2 separate regions of the Mus musculus genome follow, and region 2 is linked to region 1. Evidence: chromatin contacts called from public HiChIP or PLAC-seq data. All regions are on one chromosome and are shown on one strand. Each heading gives the region's core, a stretch centred on a gene start, on an enhancer-like site or on the middle of the called end of the contact. The rest is flanking DNA. Distances are from core to core; before and after follow the strand shown.

Region 1 (6,382 bases), core at 27-2,526:
CTTTTCAAAGTCCACTATGATGTTTATTTTAAACCGGGGGTTGGGGTGGAGGTATGTACTGAAATATATTGGGGGTTTGCTTCTTCAAAACACCCTCCAAGTCTCTGGAAAGACCTGATACACATCTACTTTGGGGTGGGCAGACAGCGTGCCAGCCTAGCCACGACTGGACACTGGTCGTGAGCCTCGAGCTGTGCGCCTGTCTGGGCAAGGCACCAGGAACTCAGCTTCTCTGTCTGACCTGCCTATGGCCCAAGGGCAGGGTGAGTCCCACAGCCCTCTCTGTGTGCTGGCTTTTTAGCTGTACCGCCATCATGGCTGGCACGGATGTTAGCTGTACCACCATCGTGATGGATGTACACGGATGCAGCCTCTGTGAGATGCCTCTTGTGTAAATGAGAGAACGAGCTGTTTCTGTCACAGCCCCCAATGTCCACCCCCACCCCACCCTACCCGGGACTCACTTTGTCCTTTTTCTGAATAACACATTCAAAAGTCATATCCTAATTTTTACTATTTATATCTGATACTAATCTTGTTTGTCAACTTGACTGTACCTAGAATCAGCCAAAACCCAGGCTACCGGCATTCTTGTGAGGAATTTTCTTCTTTTTTTTTTTTTAATATTTATTTATTTATTTATTTATTTATTTATTTATTTATTTATATGTAAGTACACTGTAGCTGCCTTCAGACACTCCAGAAGAGGGAGTCAGATCTCATTACAGATGGTTGTGAGCCACCATGTGGTTGCTGGGACTTGAACTCAGGATCTTAGGAAGAGCAGTCAGCGCTCTTAACTGCTGAGCCATCTCTCCAGCCCATGAGGAATTTTCTTAATCAGATTATTTGAAGCAGAAAGGCCCACCCTGAATCTGAGCTACAATTCTGGTGGCAGCCTGCATAAAGGACACAGAAGAAGGAAACTTTGCTCTCCTGGGCAAGCTCATCTATCTTGTTGCTGCTGGCATTCAATCCAACTTCTTTAGGTTCTCAACACAGACTGAAAGCCAGCAGCTCTTCAGATCCTCCAGGACTCCAATATACATATATGTATATACATGCATGTGCGTGCACATGCACACGCACACACGCGCACATGTGTGTGTGTGTGTGTATTCATTCTGACTAATGCAACACACTAAAGACTTACAAATTCAGCAGTCCATCTTACTAAGAAATTAAATTCACTTTCATGGTTGCTAACAAATGTGGACAAAATGTGCTGCTATTTTCTGAATGGCCAGCAGGTGGCAGTAATGCCAACAGAACGCCAACAGCCAGCCTGGGAAACTCTAGCTGTTGTGTCTTTGTGTTCTCAAGGTCAGCTTTTGTCACCGAGTGAAACAGAAGAAAGAACATAGACGTCTAAATCGTGGTAGCCTCTGCATGACCCCCAGGACAACCTGTTCTCCTCTTATTTTCTGAGTTTAAACATTATATGCAAAGCTCCGGGTCCAGTGACTAACACACGGTTGGAGCAATAACACGTTATGATTAAGTCCATTTGAAGTGGTGTGACCCACAAAAGAGAGCTCTACCGAGAAACAGAAATGCAAATCGTGTTCTTTCTCACTCAGTGTTCAAAACACGTTTGAGAGGAGTGGCTCTCTGAACATGATCTTATACAAGAGAATTGAACTAATACTCCTTAACAATGAGAAAAGGTCTTTAATGTTCAGGCAAGGGCTTTGTGCACGTTCAAAGGCTCTCCGTCTGGAGACCCCATTCCACGGCATTTGGATTCCTTCATTGTTCTCTTGTTTCGTGAATATCTAACTAAGCACTGCCCTGTGGAAGCCACTTTCTGCATAACCTCATAACCACACAGAGAGCAGATTCTTCCTAGTCCCCACTCGCCTTTGCTCAGGTTTGCTTTAAAAATAATAAACAATTAAGCGGCTTAGAAGCAAGCATTCTGTTCTGGGGGCTGAAAAGAAAAGATCGTGATACTGTAGACGCGGTGCTTGGGGAAGGTCCATCTGGTCACTGATACTACCATGGGCCCCGTGATTGGTGAAGGTCCCTCTGGTCATAGATGCTGTGACCCCGTGCCTGGTGAAGGTCCTATTGGTCACTAATGCTCCAATCTGGTGCCTGGTGAGGGTCCTGTTGTGTCTGGCCAGTAGATCACAACCTGGGTTCTAGCCTGGAAAGGCATTTTGGAAACCTGGAAGAGAAGAGGGGCTAGGCGGCGAGAGAAAGAAATGCAGCTTAGACAGGCATTCTGATCAAAGCTCAATTTTACTGTTCTGCACGCAGTTATGAAGCAGGGGAAGGGGGCCCAATTCCCGCCAAATAATCTCGGGGTCCAGTAGCAAAGCGGCAGGTTCCAGCGGTGGGCGTGGCAGAAAGATTGAGCAGGAAGCTCCACCCCCGAGCAAGCAGGTTTCAGGCTGGGGGAGGGGAGACTACAGGGTCCCTCTCCTCTGGTCCCAGATGCTGTGACCCCATGCCTGATGCAGGTCCCTCTGACTGCAGGCAACCATCTTGCTGCATTCCCGCAGTGTAGAGGGAGAGGGTAAGCTCAAGAGAGGAAGAGGAAGCCCTCTCCTCTCCTCTCCTCTCCTCCCCTCCCCTCCCCTCCCCCTGCCCTCCCCTCCCCTCCCCTCCCCTCCCCTCCCCTCTCCCCTCCTCTCCCCTCCTCTCCTCTCCCCTCCTCTCCTCTCCCCTCCTCTCCTCTCCTCTCCTCTCCCCTCCTCCCCTCCACTCTCCTCTCTCCTCTCCCCTCCCCTCCTCTCCCCTCTCCTCTCCTCTCCCCTCCCCTCCCCTCCTCCCCTCTCCCCTCCTCTCCTCTCCTCTCCTCTCCTCTTCCCTCCTCTCCCCTCCTCCCCTCTCCTCTCCTCTCCTCTCCTCTCCTCTCCTCTCTCCTCTCCTCTCCTCTCCCCTCCTCTCCCCTCCCCTCTTCTCCCCTCTCCTCCTCTCCCCTCCCCTCCCCTCCCCTCCCCTCCCCTCTCCTCTCCTCTCCTCTCCTCTTCTCCTGTCCTAAGAGCACTAGTCTCATCAATCTAGCCTTGTGACAGATCATCCATCTCCCAGAGGCTCCATCTCCAAATGCTACACACTGAGGCTCTGGGGTTTTAATGTACAGATCTGAGGTGGATATAAGCATTCAATCCATGCACTTAAAGCCTCTACATTTAAAGACCAGGCCTGATTTTGAAAAAAAAAAAAAAAGGCCGTAAGGCACCAGCTCCAGGAACAAACTGTAAGTCCCAGAAATTAGGTGATAAGACCATCAGCTCCAGAGACGGACCCTAAAATCCAGAACAGGATCATAAAACCCCCTCCCAAAGGAGACTTCTACAGTCCTTCCAAAAGCAGGTCTGCCGCAGCAAAACCCCACTATGCTGGTATTAGCTTGTCTTAGTTAGGGCTTCTAAAGGGAGCAGGGGAGGAAAGAGTTTATTCCGCTCACACGTTCTCATAGTTGGCCATCATCAAGGGAAGCCAGGACACAAGCTCACACAGGGCAGGAACCTGGAGGCAGGGACTGATGCAGAGGCCATGGAGGGTGCTGCTTACTGGCTTGCTCCTCATGGCTTGCTCAGCCTGCTTTCTGATAGAACCCAGGACCCCTCAGCCCAGGGGTTTCCCCAGCTACAGTGGACTGGGCCCTCTCCCATTGATCACCAATTGAGAAAATGCCCTACAGCTGGATCCCATGGAGCCATTTTCTCAGCTGAGGCTCCCTCCTCTCTGATGACTCTGGGCTGTGTCGAGCTGACATAAAAGCAGCCAGCACACCCTACAACCTGAATGCGGCCTCGCTCACCAAAATGTGTGAGAACTTCTCCATGCCCAGGAACCTGGACCAGCCACACTGTGGCTCTGAGCAAGTCCCGAGGGGGAGGGGCAGGATGGAAAATAAAGAGATAACAAAGGGAAAGAGTCAAAAGCTGGGGTCAGGAGGGCTGAGGGGCTGAAGACCCAGGCCAGCAAGTTTATTAACGGTACAGTTCTTTTATTCCTCAAACAGAGGGTGAAGAATGTCAGATGGTAGAATTATAGGGTGCTCAAAATATCCCAAATTCCACTTTGGCAAGGTACATTATGGGATGGCAAACAAAGCATTTCACACCTCAGTGTCTGCAACATTCAGTCACATACACACACGTGAGGAAAATGCCAAGTGCCAGTTCCTGGATTACTGTCCTTGCCCGCCCCAGGCCCTAGCATCCATCCATAGTGTGCCTTGCATGGCACAACCCTGGATTGGCTGATGGCAGGATGCCCACGTCCTATCATCAGGGCCTCTGGACAGTCTTCAATCCAGCCTAGCCCACGACAGTTCCCCAGGATCCTAGTTACTTTCCTAATAAAAAAAGACTTTGACAGAAGAAACATCTGAGAAAGAAGACAATGGGTCTTTCTCCATGTCCGCAGTCCAGGAGCCCAGGCTGGGAATGGTGCAACCGACAGTGGGTGGAGCTTCCTGGCTCAAATAATGCAACCAAGATAATCTCCCTGGGGCATGCTCAGAGGCTGGCCCATCTCCCAGATGACTCTAGATTTCATGTTGGAAGTTGAAATGAACCATCACTAGCCTCCCGCAGTCTTCAAAGACCACGGTATCTGATGATACACTATGAGGACCTGACCAGGAAGACAAAGGTCTATTTCCTAATTTTTATTTTATGTGTGTGTGTGTGTGTGTGTGTGTGTGTGTGTGTGTGGTGTGCGTGTGTGTTGCACTGTGGAGGTTCAGAGGCACTCCTGTGGGAGTCAGTTCTCTTCTTCCACTCCATGGGTTCTGGGTATCGAACTCAGGTCATCAGACTTGGCTGCAAGTACCTTTACCCACAGAGCCATCTCGCCAACCCTTGTATCCTAGGCATTACCCTGAACAGACAGACATACAGCCCACTGGATGCGGAACACCAAGTACTGAGCTCTTCTCACCAGTCAGTGGCTGAAAGGTTTTTGCTCTGCTTGGAGAGAAACCATGGGTAGACAAGAAACTCTTCAAATATGAACTTCTAGAACTTTCTCACCCCCTTGAGACTTAACAGCTGCAAGGGACTAGAGTGGGCAAGTGATATAGGAACGAGCAATGGCCTCTAATATGGCAGCTCTCGTGGAAGTCTACATACCAGAACCATTGCCCTCCCTGTACCTATAGATCGGCTACAGGGACCCTTGGCTACGGCAGCCAGTGGCACAGGTCTCAGCCTCAAGGATGTGTGTCCTTTGGAACTCTTGGCAAGAAGCGATGCAGATTGTCTTCTCTGGCTTCTCCCAGTCTGCTCTCTCCCCATCTGCCATCTTTTGTTTGTTCTCTTCTTCCTCCTTGGCCTCTTACACTCCTCAAAGGCTATTTGGTTGTTAGTGCCCACTGTGATCACTCGAGAGTACTTGCTTCTTGGAGACAGCCTGTGAGAGCCAGGGTATACAGCTGAGGCACCTGCCTCTACTCAAGGTCTGAGGCATCTAGAGGGCCATTCGGGAACTGGACGCTGAGCATGGCTGGGATGAGTCAGGCATCCTCTGCCACAGGGAGCAGGGACTCAATGGACAGGTGGGATTTCTGGGCAGAATCAATGCAATATGAGGCACCACACGGGAGGCACAGAGGGATTTGATCCCAGGGGATATTGCTAGTACAGAGTCCTCTGACGACTGATGCTTCTGCACCTGTCGCATGACCACAGGCCTCTAAGGCTTATGTACCGCCAATCTTCCGCACCCAAACATCAGTTGTCAGTACTTTGTTCTAGAGAGCCAGGTATGAGGCTCATGAGCTGGGCAGCATCAAGTCCTAGTGTGGGGTGCTTATGGGCATCTGTGGTTTTCAGCTGTCAAGCTATGAGGCAGCGAGTGTGGTATCGATACTGTTAGGTTCCCAGTGGGCACCTGCAGGACCCTCGCCTGTCAAGTCAAGGCCCAAGGCCTGAGCTTTTCCAACCATCAAGCTGCTACTTGAAACCAGAGCCAAGGCTGCTGCTCAGCCTACTGTCAAACCCTGCCTACTGCCAGTCTCCATGGTAACCACCCTTCTCTGTTTCTCCTTCTCTGTCACCAGCTCAGCCTGCGCTCTCAAGAGCAGGCAAAGAAAAGGCCACAAAGAGACGTCTATAAGACCTGATGTGGCAACACCAAGGGAGATGGCACAGAGGGTTCCCTAGGCAACTTCCAGCAAGCCTCACTGCCTATCCACACTATCCAAGAAGGGGTGCTTAAACCAGTCACAGCCTGACACTTGTCGTCATAGTCCCTCGGGAAGTGGTTCATCTAGGCTACAGTCACAGAACACACTGTTTCTAACAGCCTTGGCAGAGGCTGTGTCTTCAGGTGCCAAGGCAATCAGCGCCTTTCACTGCCATCTTTTATATCGTTGTATCAAGGGATCCACGGAGTATTCCAGATGGCTGGCGCTGGCACA
Region 2 (6,137 bases), core at 3,414-5,913, 77 kb after region 1:
CTAGGGAAAGCCCCTTGTGTGTGTGTGGGCTGTGGGGGGGGGGGAGAGAAAAAAGACAGGGACTGGTTTAAAATAGAGACACAAAGCATGTCTTAAAAATAAATGTAAATTTAAACGTAAAATTTGGTTTCCGTCCAGAGGTCCTCCAGCGAGTCGCACTGTCTACCTCACTGCTGGAGCCTGGTTTCTGAGGTGCAGCCTGCAGCCTTCGCCTGCTCTGTGGGAAGTCAGCGTTCCTAATACTGCGGTGGCTCACAAGCTGCAGTCACCTGCAGCTGCTTGGTGTGAAGACCCAAGAGAAGAGGCAGGCACTCAGGGAGCCTTCCAACCCAAGGGCTCTCCTTGCAGGACGCCGGGGCAGGCACATCTTAGGACTTCCTGGCAGACCTGAATGAGACCTAGCTCTGCTTTGCCCTCTGAGAAATCCTGGGATGCCCCAGAGCTGCTGAAACACTCCATTTCTCCAGGCAACACCCTGGGCTTTGCCCCAAGCACCCTCTACTGCTATTGCCTAGGACGGATGGTTTGTCCCCTTTAAGGAAACCCTAGAAATGTTCGTTAGTGTTCTTAGGTTCTCCATCTACATTCCGCTTTCTCTAGGCAACCCAGTCACCCACCCATGCATCCATAGAGGCAGACGTTACTTAAGAAGTAGCAAAGATGTCAAGCTCTTTGCAGGGGACAAGAACGCTTTGCTTATCAACTGGGTCACTTTTAAGTTAGCCGATCAGATGTGAGGGTGAGCTCTGGCCTCTTAGAAGCAGGTACAGTTTATCTATCCCCATGTGGGGATAAAAACTGCCACTCAGTGCCCTTGCATGCTCGATCAGGAGCCATGCTCCCTTTTGTATACTGTCTTTCACTCACTGTCCTGAGGGTCACGGTGGCCAGCCGCCATCCACACAGCCACCAGAACCCACAGCTCCCAGCACTTGGAGTTCAAGCTTTCTCCCTGCTTCCAAAGGTGCTGGTGGGGGTTCAAAGCTCCTCCCTCAGTGTTCCATCCACCCCTCCTACCCTATCCATGTTCTGGGATGTCCCCTCCGGCCTGGAAGAGAAAATGTTCCTGAGCAGCTAAGTCAGTGTGGCTTCACAGCATAGTCCATTTATCACCAGCAGGAGGGACACAACTCCCTGCCTGGGCTGTAAGCCCTTCGTCCTGAGGTGCCCCAGTTAGGCTATGGGAGGACTACAGCTCTCCGATCTGATAGAGGAATCCCCCTAATCAACGGGGATAAGTAGACAGGCCCAGGTGAACAAGCCCGGGGCTCTAGCAGACACATAAGGTGACCAATTTTTGTGTCTATGGACACGTGGAAGGGATGGATTATGAAGTGCAACATCAGAGTTGGCTCCAGCCACTGGCAACCATACCCGCCTGAAACTCAGGCAGTTCACACCTGTGGTGTAGCAGAAGCGCCCTCAACAAGAGGCGAGGCTCTGCAAGCTGAGGCCCGAGGAGTCCTGTGAGCATGCGTTTCAGTGTGAGAGCAGTTCTGGGCCTCGGGTCTTCTGGCAAGAGGTGAGATTGGCAGCCAGAGGCTTTTACTAACTACTCTCTGAATGCAACGCGACCTCTCAGACCGTCCTCTTCTGATGGGCTTGAGGGAATCGATCCAGGAAGGTCAGGGCAGCTGATCTCATCCACAGAACCCTCCCTTCATGTTTGGAAATCAGATGCTATGCTAGAAGAAAGGACTCCACGCCTGGACTATTGCTGCTGGAGAAGAAAGTGACATCCAATGAGGTGGCACTGGGCCTGCCAGGGACATGGCTGACACTTACGCAGTCACTTCACCAGGCCACCCTGTCATTAAGCCGTTAGGTGACCTTAGGCAAATCTCTGTAGCTCGGTTCCTCTGACTGTGAAACAAGGTAAAAATAGCCTGAGCTCCTATTCTGTCATCAGATAAAAATATGGCGGTAGAGGGGAAAGCCCGCTGAACAGAGAGCAGAGGCACCATTCAATTCTCAGATGATTATTATCCTGACAAATCTCATGAATAGCAGCCACGTCAGAATGTCTCATTTTTGCCACCTGGGAAGCAGAGTGGTCTCTGTTTCAGGGCTGTTGGGGACAGAGAGCTAAGAAGCCTGTGAAAGCAGCCTGCTCCCTCCCAGCTGAGCTGGGTCACACTTTTGTGCTAATCCTCCTATGGTGGGCAGAATGGCTTAGAGGACAGGAGAGGGCTGGCTCCAACCTATCTACCCCTCACCAGGCATTGTGCGCTGCTAGAGGAAAACCTCCCCTAGCGAAGTCCTAGCCCAGCTCAGCCTGTGGCTATAACCCTTACAGGGACCATAAGGGAAAGGGGAGGGTCACAGACCGGTGCAATGAAACTTCCTTCCGTTCTGCTTCTCCTCACTAGACACACATGCAGACACACAGACACACACAGACACAAACACACAAACACAGAGACATACACACACATACACAAAGACATACACACACACACACACACACACATACACAAAACACACAGATGCACAGACACACATACACACAGAGACATACACAGACACAGACCTACACACACACACACACACACACATACACAAAACACACAGATGCACAGACACACATACACACACACAGAGACATACACAGACACAGACCTACACATACATACAGACACACACATATATCCATAACACACACACACAGAGGCACACAAGCATGCACAGACACACATATACACACAAACGCAGAGACACACGCACAGTCACACACACACTTGGGCCTGGATACATGGTTGCTCAGCTCTTGTCCACACACACTCACACGCCTATGCTCTACCTCTTTAGGTGACAGGTTTTTCAAAGGCTAGCTCTAGGGCTTTCTCCCTTGTCTCAGCAGACCTGTGATCTTGGTCTCCACCACCACCCACCCATACGCACCCTGGGCTTCTAGGGAGCAGGAGCAGGTTCCCCACCCTCTGCCTGAACACCAGGAGCCTGCTGCCACGAGGACTCTGTACTCTGAGCCTCCTGTCTTCCAGCGGTGACCTGGCTCGGACATCCACTCCCCAAGTCTGTGCTCCCTGCCTGTCCAGAGAGTTCTTCTGTCTTTCCCATCAGGCTCAAAGAGGTCCAGCCTGGGGTAGAATGGCTAGGAAGCTGCAGCTTGTCTAAGCTGGAAGACCCACAAGGAGCCCAGACTTCTGATCAGAAGGTAGGTGTGTCCAGCGAGGAGAGGACAACGTCTGTCTCATCGCTGGGCTGGTTTCACCCGAGTCCATGATGGGAGCAGAGCTGAGACTGACAGGCATGGTCTCCACTGCCACACTGACAATGGCTGGGAGGACAAGAATGCTCCAGGGACTCTTTCCTGACTCACGGATGCTTAGGCCTGATTTCATGATTGCTCAGCTTTGGTCTCTTCCATCAGATCTTCCCTCCCTGCCCACGGGCGAGGGAACTGGTTTGGTCATCCCTGGCAGTCAATCCATCCCGAGAGCTGTGTCAGACTCTACTCTGGGAGATGCAGCTTGTCCTCCGGGGCCACACACACAGGACTGGGACAGTCACTCTGGGAAAGGCAACACCTGCTGTCTTGTTTGTCACTTAACGACCAGATATCATACCCATATTACAGATGGACAAACGAAGGCCAAGAAAGACCATTGGTACACCTGGGTTCATTAGACCTGAGGTGTAAAGTCCTTGCCAACAGCTTGGATCTCTCCTGGGAGCCCGCTGACATGACGTCAGAGTGAAGTGTCTGGCAGTGTGGAGGCCAGGGGGGGAGGAGTGTGTCAAGTCTGAGCCTTGCCACTGCACCCGTAGGACAAGAACAGGGCTGCCCCAGCTGCCTCCGGCCCGCTGCTGTGAGCAGACCTCCTCAGACACCTGAGAGTCCTGCTGCCTGGAGTTTACACAGGGTCATCCTAGAGGCTGGGAGCTTTCAGATCAGATGCGTCTAGAGCTGCCAGGCTCCCAGCACGGAGAGTAGAGAGGGCAGCAGTCCTCTGTGGAGGTTCTAGGCCTGGATCTGTGTCCAGGCAGGGACTGAAGAGGCCGGGAAAAGAGGGCCTTAACCTCCACAGCCCATGTGGGATGGGGGGGGGGGGCGTTGGGGGGGCAGGACACTCATCGCCAAGGTGAAGAAATTGGTTAGGCCTCCCAGTCTTCTGTCTAGTCTCTTCTCTCACCCCCTTGAGGCCCCTGCTCAGCATCTGACACCTAACAGGATCAGGAGCTATCTGCTGGGAGGGGAAAATAGAGGATGTTAGCTGCAGCTGGACTCTCATAGTGTCTCTCTCCGTCTCTGTGTATGTGTGTGTGTGTATATATATATATATATATATATATATATATATATATATATATATATATATGGTTTTTTTTTTCTTTTGTTTTTTCAGAGAGCTGAGGGTCCCCCAAGTGCCTGGGACAACACTGGAGCCCATCTGAGCAACCGCTAGCCTCCCTGGAGCCCAGCCCGAGATAGATGGTGGGTGTCTGCTTTTCTGTACCCAGGGAGCAACCTCCTCCACCAGCTTTCCCAGCCACACACCCAGGCGGTAGAACACACACGTATCTTTGTTAATTTATGGAAACAATACAACTCCTCTGAGACCACCGCTCTAGGCAACAGCCCTGCCTACACCCAGCTGTTTATCTCAGATGTGTGGAGAGAAAAGCAGAACTCTCCACCCTCTCCCAGGCAAGGCCCCACCCAGGGCTCTCTCACACACACACACACACACACACACACACACACAAACTGTGCAGATGTGAGCTCACTGGCCCCAGTGAAAACAAGCACGAGGCCTGGCGACCACTGGATGGTACAGCTGCACGTACAGTCGTACAGACTTGCAAACATGCAGATGTACAGACGTGCAGATGCGCAGAAGGCCCGGTGGGAGGGCTCTCTACTGATCCAGAGTCCTGTACCTCCCAGCTCTCCTACCCACGGCATGGCCTCAATGTCCCCCCTTTCCTTGGCCGTGAACAAAGATCTCCATAGCTGACAGTCATCACAGGGACAACTGCCCCGACACTGCCCACTCCAGGGCCTTGAGTCCGCTCTGTGGAGAGCCCTGCCCAGCTGTGGCTGGCCTCTGGACCTCTTGGTTGCACAGGCTCTGGCTTCCTCGGAGAGAGTGCCTGCTCCAGCCAGTCCTTCCTCATGGTTCCAGCTCCCGGGAGAGGCGGGACAGTTCCCGCTGGTTGTCAATGACCTTCAGCTGCTGGACATAAGCCCAGGTGCTGGCTGGACTCCGGGTGCTCAGGGACTGCTCAGAACCTGGAGGAAGGGAGAGCCATCAGAGAAAGAGAGAGAGAGGTGCCATGGTCAGGTCACCACGCCTACCTCTCTCTCCGGGGAGCAGCCTCAGCTCTCTCCCCTCCCCTACCTCACATCCTCTCAATCCAAGTCCCCAGACTACTGTCTCTCCCACCACAGAGTCAGGAGGGCAGTGGATGCAAAGTCTGAAGAAAGAAGGTCCCTCCGCCCACCAAGATCTATCTCAGCATAGTACCCCTTCTCTGGGTCAAAAGGAACTAAAACAGACTGGATATGGTGGTGCGCGTTTATAATCCGGGAGCTTCCGAAGCTGAGGCAGGAGGATGGAGAGTTCCAAGCCCTGTTTCAAGAAACAAGAAATGGCCAGGCATGGTGGTGCGTGCCTTGACTCCAGCACCCAAGAGGTGGAGGCATGGGGATCTTTAGGAGTTTGGAGCTAGCCTGGGCTACATAATGAGTTCCAGGCCAGCAAAGCCAAAAAGTAAAGCAAACAAAAGCTGGAGGGATAGCTCAGGGCATGAACTGCTTGTCCTAATAACTTGTCTGTAATTCCCATGCTGAAACAGTCAGATCGCTGGGGCCAGTCTGACAGCCCAGGACACTTGTTAAGTTCCTGGCCAGTGAGAGCTTGTCTCACAAAGAAGAGAGAGCGGCTGCCCAAGGATGACCCCCCCCCCCCAAGGCTGAGGCTGTTCTCTGCCCACCGGCCCTGGTGTGTCCTCATATGCAAATGGCTGGCATCCAACCTCACACATACGCACAGGTGTATACACACATCAATAAAAATAAAACTTGAAAAAAAAGTTCCTTGTGATACGCGTGACGCATGCAGGTGTGAGATAAGGCTATTTTTTTTTTTTTAATGAAAACACAGGAAATAGCT

What was found. HiChIP or PLAC-seq counts read pairs in DNA pulled down with a chosen protein or histone mark.
Region 2: a contact with region 1 is called in an H3K27ac HiChIP or PLAC-seq map of double positive thymocytes, with 5 read pairs. The contact joins two enhancer-like sites. A contact is called at or near these places in 3 of 115 datasets of contacts at active chromatin or transcription factors (CD8 T cells, the SCID.adh cell line and double positive thymocytes) and 3 of 9 other capture datasets (adipose tissue, liver and pancreatic islet).

What each region holds. Positions count from the first base shown.
Region 1 is chr15:97,666,320-97,672,701 of GRCm38.p6, forward strand. No RefSeq gene overlaps it. Among named protein-coding and RNA genes, the nearest start is that of Rpap3, 36 kb to the right of the region's middle. Within about 2 kb of position 1,277, at least 56 of the 459 cell types and tissues checked have an H3K27ac peak or open chromatin away from gene starts, as enhancers often do. A contact at or near this core is called in double positive thymocytes, where this site is marked.
Region 2 is chr15:97,740,413-97,746,549 of GRCm38.p6, forward strand. It overlaps Rapgef3 (Rap guanine nucleotide exchange factor (GEF) 3), which reads right to left. Exons shown (of 28, transcript NM_001177810.1): 28 at 4,358-5,254. The coding sequence ends at 5,136. Gm33531 (predicted gene, 33531) reads left to right here and starts at 608. Exons shown (of 4, transcript NR_168677.1): 1 at 608-764; 2 at 3,082-3,175; 3 at 4,368-4,456; 4 at 5,414-6,057. Within about 2 kb of position 4,664, at least 77 of the 459 cell types and tissues checked have an H3K27ac peak or open chromatin away from gene starts, as enhancers often do. A contact at or near this core is called in double positive thymocytes, where this site is marked.